Linked DNA regions of Sus scrofa: region 2 is linked to region 1. Evidence: chromatin contacts called from public HiChIP or PLAC-seq data. All regions are on one chromosome and are shown on one strand. Each heading gives the region's core, a stretch centred on a gene start, on an enhancer-like site or on the middle of the called end of the contact. The rest is flanking DNA. Distances are from core to core; before and after follow the strand shown.

Region 1 (5,725 bases), core at 1,022-3,521:
TAACATTTGAACAATATGTAGCTTATCAAATATTTTTTTTGTCCTTAGAAACCTAGGAGATAAATCTCAAGTTTGAAAGGCCTGAGAAAGCAACAAAACTATCTCACCATTAGAAAAGATAGGGAGACAATTAGGAATACGCTGATTGTGACAACACAAACACCTGAAGCATTATGCCTTGTTACTTGGAAAGAGAATATGTTATAGGCACTGAAGGCCAGGATCTTGATGACTGCCTAAAAATTTAAGAAAATAAGACTATATTTATTATAACAACCACTGTAAATCAATACAGATAAGCTGTTTTCCCTGTTAGGAGCAGATCAAAAATGAATGGAATGAAATAAAATAAAATTTATTTATGGTAGATAAAATGTTGCATGTACATAGGAACTTTCTATCAAAAACAGGAGTGAGGTTATGAGGTCTAGGATCTTTGATATCTAAAACCCATGCAATAAACCAGATAAGATGGTAACAATTCAGTATTCACTTTCTGGAGTAAGACTGTTCTGATTTTGAACTCTGGCTTTGGTACTTAATAGCTGTTATAAAATCAGAACAAAGGTTTTAATCTGAGTCTGTCTCCCATTTGAAAAAGGGGGTTATCTACACTTACTTCAAAGGTAATACTTCATAGTGTGTTACTGTGGGAATTATATGAGATAACACATGTAACACGTTAAAGTGTATTGCAGACAATACATTGTGCATGGCTACGGTGATGAAATAAATATTAGCTAAAATGATGATAGTTAACAGACTCCAATTTAACCAAGAAACGTCAATACATTTCCATTCATTACAAATTGTTAATAAAGAACTTTTTTTTTTTACTACTTCTCTTGGAGCATATGGAAGTTCCCAGGCTAGAGGTAGAACTGGAGCTGCAGCTGCTGGCCTACACCACAGCCACAGTTAACACCTGATCCAAGCCACATCTGCAACCTCTCCTCCTTAAAAGGAGAGGTTGCTTAAAAAAAAAAATCAGTAATATTTATATCATATGAATGTGAAGAAATTTATGCTCAAGAAAGTTAAGCAGCTTACAATCCAATAACCAATTGCCCAGGTTACAATCCTATTTAATGTCAAGTCTAGAAGACTGGTCTTCCAACCTCCATTTGGTGAAGCTTCCTCTAGTCCATCTTATCAATCTGTTCATCTTTGGGGCAAGTGAACAGTTAAAGAAGTGGACTTTCTTTGCTGTCCTCCCTTAAAAAACACACTCATGTAAATCTGGTCAGAAAAATATCAGAAAGGTGATGCGAGAGATTTCTTTCCCTCCAATTTTGTGATTTATATATAAGTAAACGGTTTAAGAGAAGTGCACAATTGCTATCAAATGCTGTAGACAAAAAAGGAACATTACTTCACATACTTTACTCTCCTTAGAAGTCAGCTTCAATTGCTCCAGTTCCTTTCTATGTTTCTGTTCCATTTCTGCTTCTAACTTAGCAACATCTTCAGTGAGTTGCTTCCTCCTCTTTTTGTCATTCTTGGGAACAACATTCTTCATACTCTGAATTTTGGCTGGAAAGCCACGAAAATCATTAGATCAAAAACCCAGGGATTCAGAAGAAACAAGAAATAGTAACAATAAGAGGATGGTAAGAGAGGAGGGTTTAGAAGTAATTATAATAGCAAGAAGAGTAATTACATAATAGTTACAGAGAAGAGCCCAGAAAAATATGGACTGCCCCCCCAACCCCAAATAAAATCTAGTAACACAACCGTCAGTTTGGTGTGGTAGGAGTAAAAAGAAAAAAAAAAAGACTCAAGTTTTTAAATCTTTCAAGCATCCCTTCTGAGGAACTAGGGAAGGAATAGGAAATGGAGCTGGGAGAGGGCCCTGTGTCCAAGTTCGTAGTTTCCAGGTGTTTCCAGGCACCCGCACCAGGACGGTAGCGGACTTAAGAAGCAGCTTCCGAAGATCTGGGGGATTATGGGACCCAGGGGAGGCGGGAGGGAAGAAGTTACTGGTTACTCTGGAGAAGCCTCGGAAGATCCAGCTCCGGAACTGGCCCGCCACGCGCCCTTCCCTGGGCCCTGGCGTCTTCTAGGTTCCCATTCCCCGTCACCTTGCAACTCCTTCTTCTCTTTGCGATGCCTTCTCACCAGCTGCTCCTCCTCATCAAGCTCCTCGGTCAAGACTGCCTCCATGACGACCAGGTAAGCCCAGCACACGCGCGGGAAGAAACCAGCACGACCAGCTACAGAGCACCTTCCACCCTTCAACCCTCACCTTCGGCGCCATTGGCCGCAGCTGGGACCCAGCCCCGCCTTCAAGGCGGTACCGGATCTGAGCCGAGCCTTAGGAGCGAGGAGGAAGAATGGCGTACTAAGCATGCGCACCCCCGCGTGACGCGCTCTGATGGGACGGGGCGGGGCGGGGCGGGGCGGGGCGGCGGGGGTGGAGCGCAACGGTTTGTGGGGGTGTGGCTTAACCGACTGAAGTTTGCAGCCTGCAGTTGACCCCGTCGCTAGAGCGCTTTTGGCAGTAAAGCTACTGTTGCGTCTGCTGACCAGGCCGTGAAGCGCGCAAAGATGACGTTGTAGAAACCATTTTGGATGTTCTTTTTGTTTTGTTGGGTACCTCGGACCGTGTCCTTTAATCTTCGTTTTTGGTTCCATTACTAGGAAGTTCTTTTCAAAAGGTAAGAAGGAAAAATAAAAAAATTTCAGTGAAACTTTTAATAAGTATGAATGAGGATCTTTGTGCTGCGTAAATCAAACAGTAGGGAATTAAGTTCTGTTTATTATTTTCAAGGTTATAATACCGCAGTTCCGAAGAAAAACAGCTAAGTAATTGAGAAAATGCCGCCTCTTGAAACGCCTGTAGCGATGGAAACAGAAGAGATAATAAGGACTAAGTATCATAGAACACAGGAGTTTAAAGACCTAATCTCAGTGATAAAGAAGCTATTGTCAGAGCGTTTGAAAAGTATCAGGGAATTGAGATAACGGAAATGTGCAAGCCTGATGGGGCAGGAGATCGATTTACTTAAGTTAAGCCAAACGAGAAATTTTTACAGCATGCAGAAAAAAAGAAAAGAAATCAAGTAAAGCGAAGAGACACCTAGAGGGCCTGTCCAGGAGGTACAATCTTGGCATAATAGGAATACCTGAAACAGGACAAATCAAATGAAGCTGAAACTATAATTAAGGAACTAATCGTAGAAAAATCTACAGAGTTGAAGAAGGAACCAGATCTGCAAATGGAAAAATTAACAGGGTATCATTAAAATTTAATGAAAGCAACACCCTGACATATCCTGGTGATATTTTTAATTTGAAGGGATAAAGAAAAACTTCTACAAGTATCCAGAGAAAGCAAGTTTCTTTACATGGGTGAAAGTCAGGCTGACTTCACATTTTTCACTTGCAAGTCTTAAGTGCCAGAAAACAATGGAACAATGTCTTCAGAGTTTTAAGGAAAAATAATTTTGAAACAAGTATTATATACTCTGCCAAGTTATCATTTCTGTACCAAGGCAGCTGGAAGACATGAAGGGGTAAAGAAAATGTATCTTTTGAAGTTCCCCTTGTGGCTCATCAAGTAAGGCAAGAACCCATCAAGTAAGGCGTATCCCCAAGAATGCTGTTTGATCCCTGGCCCCACTCAGTGGATTAAGTAGCCAGTGTTGCCCTGAGCTGGGGTGCAGGCTGCAGCTCCTATCCATATTCCCTGGGTGCAGGCCTAAAAAATAAGAAATTGCATCTTTCAAGTACAATCCTTGACAAAGTTGCTAAATGATATTTAGCTAACAACATGAATTAAAATGCCTCGAGGAAGCAATTGTATGAGAAAGTTACCGGTAAATATTAAACTAGTTAAACAGCATTAAAGTCAAATTGTTACATAGAGTTACAAAACGAAATGCAAAAATAAATTTGTAAATCCTGTCTAAAATTTCAGTTTAGGTCCTTTTAAATTGTGAAAAGGCATGCCAAACATTTAATGAATAGTTTTATTTTTAGCATTATAATATAGATAAAGATATCCATGTTCCTAAGCTAAACAAGTAGATAACAGGACTTTGTCACTGTGGACAGAACCTGTAGAATAACGGTATATCAAATGTTAATCTGACAAAATAGGAAAACCTGTCAATCAAATTTGCTATTCCCTATTTTTAAATACCGAGGGTGGGGGGAATAGCAAATTTGTCTGTAATGTAATATTGGTAGTGTAAAAAAAATTCCCATATCACTGGTTGGGGGGCGGTAGTAGTTTAAAACCTTGTTTTATATACATCTTGCCTACAGAAAATCAGTACCTATTGCTTCATGTAGTAGCTCATTCTAGTAAATTTGAAAATGAGATAACAAATAAAAATAGAAAACATTCCAGTTTTTTGGATTGGAGAGGAGGTGGTGAAAAACAGCATTAAAGCATTGAAATTAGATTGACACAGGAATATAGCTAAGTTATTTCACTCATAAACTGGTTAAATATTCCTACCAAAAAGATTAAAATTGGATCAAAAATCAATCTCTAACCCTGGATACATTAGTATAAAACAAAGGATAAAAGAGTTTAAAGACAATGGAAACTATAAGTCATAGAAATGGATGTAGGGAGCAATATTTTTATTAGAACTCAAGCTTATAAAATATAAGTTCTTGTGATATTTAAGAAGCTTTATGTGGTAAATAAATGGCATTCATATGTAAAACAAATGTTCAGTACTTTGATGTGAGTGTTTTAATGATGTACACGTTATTGGACTCTGAGTTCATACTTATTAATCAAGTAAATGATGGAGTTCTCATCACGGCTCAGCAGAAATGAATCTGACTAGCATCCATGAGGACGCAGATTCGATCCCTGGCCTTGCTCAGCATTGCCGTGAGCTGTGTGTGGTGTGAGCTGTGGTGTAGGTCGCAGACATGGCTCAGATCTGGTTTTGCTGTGGCTGTGGCATAGGCCAGCGGCTATCCCTCCGTTTCCACCCCTCGCCTGGGAATCTCTATATGCAGCTCTGTGGCCCTAAAAAGACAAAAGACAAAAAATGAAAAGTTGAGATGGTTAAGGAGTTGTTAAATAGTTGAGGTGTGTGTGTATTTGCATTCTTTTCATATTGTACAGAAACATTTCTAAATTATTTAATACTAGGGTATGGGGAAAACTTAAATTTCTAGAAAGCACAAATGATCACATTGCAAAAAAGCCTACAAACTAAGTCTAAATGCTGAAGTCACACACTTTTTCAAATGCTCTTAGGTAACTTTTGGGTCAGAAAGGAAATTATTGGAGTTCCCATCATGGCTCAGTGGTTAACAAACCTGACTGGTAACCATGAGGTTGTGGGTTCAATCCCTGACCTCACTCAGTGGGTGAGTGGCCTCATTCAGTGGGACCAGGCATTGCCATGAGCTGTGGTTCGGTTGCAGATTTAGCTCAGATCCCACATTGCTGTGGCTGTGGTGTAGGCTGGCGGCTACAGCTCTGATTAGACTCCTCACCTGGGAACCTCCATATGCCACAGGCGCAGCCCTAAAAAAGATACACACACAAAAAGGAAATTATAACAAATGCTGATAATTTAAGAACTGCAACAATTAGGACTTTCTGAAATATATGGATTATGAAATGGGTGTACAAAAGGTAAGAAACTAAGCATGGGAACACTAGATGAAAAATGGAATATACACCTAGGAAAGACCTAGTAACTGGACCTTTTAAATTTTGCTACCTCCGACTCTAAGTAGTGGATTTACT
Region 2 (5,418 bases), core at 2,326-4,825, 550 kb after region 1:
AATCTTCTTTTGGTGCCTCTCATTGGTCAAACCTAACTGGAAACCCAGAGCACAATGGAGATTGAGGGATGTGAACTCTAGAGGTCAACCTCCTCCCGAGATGCAGGGCAAGACAAAGAAGAGTAGAGAATGAATCTGAATGGAGGCTCAGCAAAAAATATCCAGTAGATGAACACACTATCTACCATCTCCTTCATTCACTTAAAAAGTAGTGTTCCAGGAAGTATTCTAGGGAATACAGGGGCATTACAAGACATAAAAGATGCCCATTTTCATGGTGTCTTCATCTTCTTGGGGAAAATAGACAGCAAAGTAATAACCATACAAGACAAGTTCAAATGGTAGGTGCAATGAAGAAAAGGAGTACCATGACTTTAACAAAAATGAAGTAATGGCAATAGAGTTTAAAATGAATAACAAGAAGAAAGGAATAATAAAACATTCTAAGAGGTAGGATAAGAGAATTCAAGCAAGAGAGAACGGCAAAGGCAGAGTGCAAACATCCTGAGGTAGAAATCAGTTTGGCTTACCCAAGGGAGAGACAGGAAGCCAGTAGGGATGAAGAAAGGGTGGTAGGAGATGAGGTAGGAATGGCAGGCAAAGACTAGATCATAAATGGCTTTGAAGGCCAGGGAAACAGAAAAGTAACAAAAAGGTTTTAGGTGAGGGGTGGGGAGGTAGAGCATTTGTAGGTTAAAATACATCTAATTTCCATTTGTAAACCATAACTTTCACAGTTCTGAAAAATATATTGGAGTGGGACAAGAATGGAAATATCCCATTTAGTTTGCATTGCCCTGACCAGAGCTTCGATGTTCAGGAATGGTATTTTGCAAAGCAGTGGCACTGTTTGTATTAGGATGGGCACCTGATACATGAGTAGCCCAACCATAGGCTGGCTGGCTACCCATGATGTGGCTCAGAGGTATGAGCTGTTAGAAGTGAACTATGCTCCTCTGAAATATGGATTATAGGATAAGAAAAGGAATTAACAAAGAGGTAGAGAAAAAAAAAGATACAATAGGAAATAAAAGAACAGCTTCTCTTTAGAGATGACTTGGTTCCTAACAGCTATTCATATACCCATATAAATACCACTGCTTCCAACCCTTTTAATTAAGGTGACTTCTGGGTCTCTTTTTCTTACATGCAAAATGGTCTAATGAGCACACTGGTGTCTCCAAAGTTTCACTCTTCTTCTCTTCTCACTCACATCGGTAAGAAGTGACAAAGATTTGCTCTGAAGACAAACAAACAAAACCCCCCTCCCTCAAATCTCAGTTGCCTAAAATAACCAATTTTGACTTCTCACTCACTTTAAATATCCATCATGAAGTGAATGGGACACTATTCTGACTCATCCTTCTAGGACCAATATTAACAGAGCAAATACTCTGGAATATTGTAGATTGCCATGGCAAAGAGAAAAAGAGTTCTCAGAAGGTCTTGCATCAGCAATTAAATGCTGTGCTCACAATTCGTGGTTAGAATGTTTCATCCTAGCCACAAGGAGGCCTGCAAAAGCAGTTTTAGCTAGTACTTGAAAGAGAACAGGAAATATTTGGCATACCCATACCCACCATTATTCACTCACTCATAACCATGGCTTTAACTACTGCCAGAATTTCTAGGAGAGGTGCCTCATTTTCACTATCCATATTTTCAACCATCTACCAAAATGCCACAATTGGATTGTATCACAGACACATCAAGTCTCATGTATTAGGACTGAACCCTTAATTTTTTTCACAAACTTTTCAAATTCTTTCCTTTGGTCAGTGGCTTCATTATCTATCCACTACCTCAAATAGAAAACCCAGGTACTATCTTTGACTCCTCCTCTCTCTCTTCTAACATCTAATCAGTTATCGAGCCTATAGACTTCTAATTTATTCCCATCCTACTAACTCTATGACTATTCTGCTACTTTAGTCCTTCATGGGTTCTTGCCCAGACAATTCTGTTACCCTCCTGTCTGGCTTTCTTGCTTTCTTACCTTCCCCTATAAACTGGGATTTATTCATTCCACAAACATTTAAAGTGTTTACTGCTTCTTAGATTAAATAGGTAATGGGCCCACCTTGAAGAAATTCAGTCTAAAGAGGGAAACAGTGATGTAAACAAAAAAATTCAGCACAGTAGACAAATGTGATAATGTAGAAAGCAGAGTGGAAATGGAATGGAAACACCAAGTTTGGTGTGGTGGAAATGAGAAAGTGTTAGAAGCTTCCACAGAGGAAGTAAAACTTTAGCTAAATAATGGAGCTCTCCTCTCTTTGAACCACAGAAATCAAAAAAGGAGGTGAAGGAAGCAACCTGTGCTTGACACCTTTGAGAGACTTTATGTGACTCAGCCAACCAACACAACTGAAATGAATGGCATGAAAGAGAAAGCAGGCACCTAATCTGTAAGGACTCACAGTGTCCTGGTCTGTTATTTGGCCAGTATATGGCTGGAAGTTTATCTGCTGAAGTAAGAAACTCAAAAGAAAGTGTAGGTCTATGACGAATAATACATTTTAATTATGGATACCTTCACATAGCTGAATACTGATTCCAAGCATAGTGCCAAGCATCTTTATTATTTTATTTAATCTTCACAACAGTTTTATGTGGTAGAGTTGTGGTATTACCTTCATTTTGGAATTTGAAAACAAACACTGAATTTCAGGAATTAATGACTTGACCAGTTATACAGTTATTAAATCTCCTTTGCAAGCCTAAGTTGATATCTTTCTACCAAGTTATCCTGAGTTTGAGGTGGCTACAGGAATTCCACCTGGATGTATCCACAGGTTGGAATGAGAGGGACAGACAGGCAAAGACAGGCAAAGAGACTAGACTTGGAGGTTATCAGCTGTGGGCTTGGATAAGGGCTAAGACCTCTAAACAGGAAGAAGAGGATCTGGGGAACATTAACCTTAGTGGCACGAAAGGAAGAAAATAAACCAGCAAAGGAGTTTGAGAAGGAGCCCTCTGAGATTGTGAACCCTGAATAATGTCCTTCCTTGAATCTTTTTAAGAAGTTCCTAGTCCAAGAGTCAGCAGCTTAATAAAGAATCTCTGAGATCAGAAGGGGAATTCTGTTAAAGTTCAGCCTTTGTACTTGATTCCTTCAGTTCCTTAAGGACCAAAGGACAACCTGAAACCTGCAAGGAGGCTTCACTATCTACGAAGGTAAGCAACTAGAAAATTTTTAAAGCAGATCAAGAACTCCTCCTCTAGTGCCACCAAAGGAGCTGTCGATCAGAGGTTACTGCAGGAAGGACCAATACCTCTTGGGAAAAGATCCTAACAGCTGGCGGACTAAGTCCGAAGGCAAAAAGGCGCTTCAACAAGGAAGGCCGGGAACTTCTCAGGCTCCACTCGGGTCACCGGACCCTCCACCTCACTGCGGCCCCCTCCATACCCTTCTAGCCTCTCCCCTCAGGCCCACGACCCTTCTCAGGCAGTCACCAACCCCTCCTCTTCACCTCCTCCTCCAGGCGAGGCCATGCGTCACGGGGGCGGGGCTTGCGTCACGGAGGCGGGGCTAGACCTAGCTCGCGCCAGGCCTCACCCCCGCGCGCTGAGGCCCACGCCCCTTGTGGCCAAAAAGAGGAGGGCTCGGCTGGTGAGGGGTACCGGGTTGCCTCATTCTCCGTGGAAACATACCTCCGCCACCGAATCCTCGCCTCTTTCCAAGACCCTCTCCTGCCACCTAGGTGAACGCAGGGAGGCGAAGCCGGGCGTGTGGGGCGCCATGAAGGGCCGCCGCCTCACGGGATCGGAGGCAGAGAGGCTGGCCGGCTGAGGGTCTGTGCTGGGCCGAGGCATGTGGAGCCCCGGAGGGAGCCTTCTCCAGACGCTGCCCCGGCTCCTGCAGCACGCCACTCTTCCGGGCCACGCCGAACTGCCGCCCCGCTGGGCCCAGCAGCTGGCGGCGAGCAGGGACAACTCAGCTGACAGCCTCCCCCGTGGAGGCGGGGCGAGTGCGGCGGCGGCGGCAGTAGCGGCGGCGGCGGCCTCCGGGGCCCTGCTCGGCGCCTGTCTGGAGCGCCACGGTCAGCCTGCGGCTTCAGAGCTGCCGGCGCCGGGCGGGGCCTTGGCTGGCAGCCCCGGGAGTGGCAGCGGGGGCGGCGTGGTGGTCGGCGTGGCTGAGGTGAGAAACTGGCGCTGCTGCTGCCTCGGCAGCACCTGTTGGTGCCGGAGCCTGGTGCTGGTCTGCGTGCTGGCCGCGCTGTGCTTCGCTTCCCTGGCCCTGGTCCGCCGCTACCTGCAGCACCTTCTGCTCTGGGTAGAGACCCTCGATTCGCTGCTTGGAGTCCTTCTCTTCGTCGTGGGTTTCATCGTGGTCTCGTTCCCCTGCGGCTGGGGCTACATCGTGCTCAACGTGGCCGCGGGCTACCTGTACGGCTTCGTGCTGGGAATGGGACTGATGGTGGTGGGCGTCCTCATCGGCACCTTTATCGCCCATGTGGTCTGCAAGAGGCTGCTCACCGCCTGGGTGGCCGCTAGGATCCAGAGCAGCGAGAAGTTGAGTGCAGTTATTCGCGTCGTGGAGGGAGGAAGCGGGCTGAAAGTGGTGGCACTGGCCAGACTGACTCCCATACCTTTTGGGCTTCAGAATGCAGTGTTCTCGGTAAGTGGTATCCCGCTGGTCCAGCTCTCTCCAAGTTTGTATTTGAAGGATTTTGTGACGGCCCTGGGAGGGCGCTCCATCCGATGAATGCCAGCAGGGAAGTCACATTGACAACAGGAGTTAAAATTACTTTCTGTCGTACCTTGAGAACTCTCAAACAAATAATGCAAATTTAAGTCAGGCCTTCAGTGGGAGATTTGGTAGAGAAAAAACGACTCCTCTTTGGCATATGAGTTTGATTAAAAATGAAGGGTTAAAAAACTATGGGGATTGGTGAATGGAAATATCCGCTTTAAACATTTGTCAGCTGTCAGGGAGTAAAGGCATCACATCCCTAGCTTTCTCTCTCAACCTGCTTAAATGCCTCCAAGGGCTTTGACTCAAGTTTTTAACAATAGAAGGCTGAAGAAAGTCTTTAAACCATGTAAGGTGTGATTACAGACTCCATGTTTTGGAATTTACTAAAATTTTTAATAGGCCTTTTTTAAAAATTTTGTTTTAATACAGTATATTGGGGGAAAGTCTCCTGTTTATCTTTCTTTGGAGGAACTTAATTTTGAAACAAAATAGGACAGATAACCTTTTTCCCAGTGAGAATATATTTTTTTCTTTTCACACACCTCTTACACTGTTTTTTGCCTTATATGCATATGTTCTGCTTATCCAATTTAGATTTTTCTGGGTAATGTACATGTCATTGCAAGGTGATTGAAGAATAGAAACATTGCTAGTGAGGAAATCATCCCCATTGGAAGAAAGGAATCCAGTATTTAAAACTTAGTGTCTTAAGAACAAAT

Evidence for each region. HiChIP or PLAC-seq counts read pairs in DNA pulled down with a chosen protein or histone mark.
Region 2: a contact with region 1 is called in an H3K27ac HiChIP or PLAC-seq map of alveolar macrophages. The contact joins the promoter of TMEM64 here to the promoter of OTUD6B in region 1. A contact is called at or near these places in 2 of 5 promoter capture datasets (fetal liver and liver), 8 of 47 Hi-C or Micro-C datasets (embryonic fibroblasts, heart right ventricle, liver and 3 more) and 2 of 2 datasets of contacts at active chromatin or transcription factors (alveolar macrophages and skeletal muscle).

Annotation. Positions count from the first base shown.
Region 1 is chr4:45,790,999-45,796,723 of Sscrofa11.1, forward strand. It overlaps OTUD6B (OTU domain-containing protein 6B), which reads right to left and starts at 2,272. Exons shown (of 8, transcript XM_003125574.4): 1 at 2,177-2,272; 2 at 2,082-2,175; 3 at 1,382-1,533. The coding sequence starts at 2,257. LOC100516731 (a long non-coding RNA gene) reads left to right here and starts at 2,439. Exons shown (of 3, transcript XR_115866.4): 1 at 2,439-2,657; 2 at 2,771-5,725.
Region 2 is chr4:46,336,834-46,342,251 of Sscrofa11.1, forward strand. TMEM64 (transmembrane protein 64) reads left to right here and starts at 3,576. Exons shown (of 3, transcript XM_021089135.1): 1 at 3,576-4,621. The coding sequence starts at 3,815.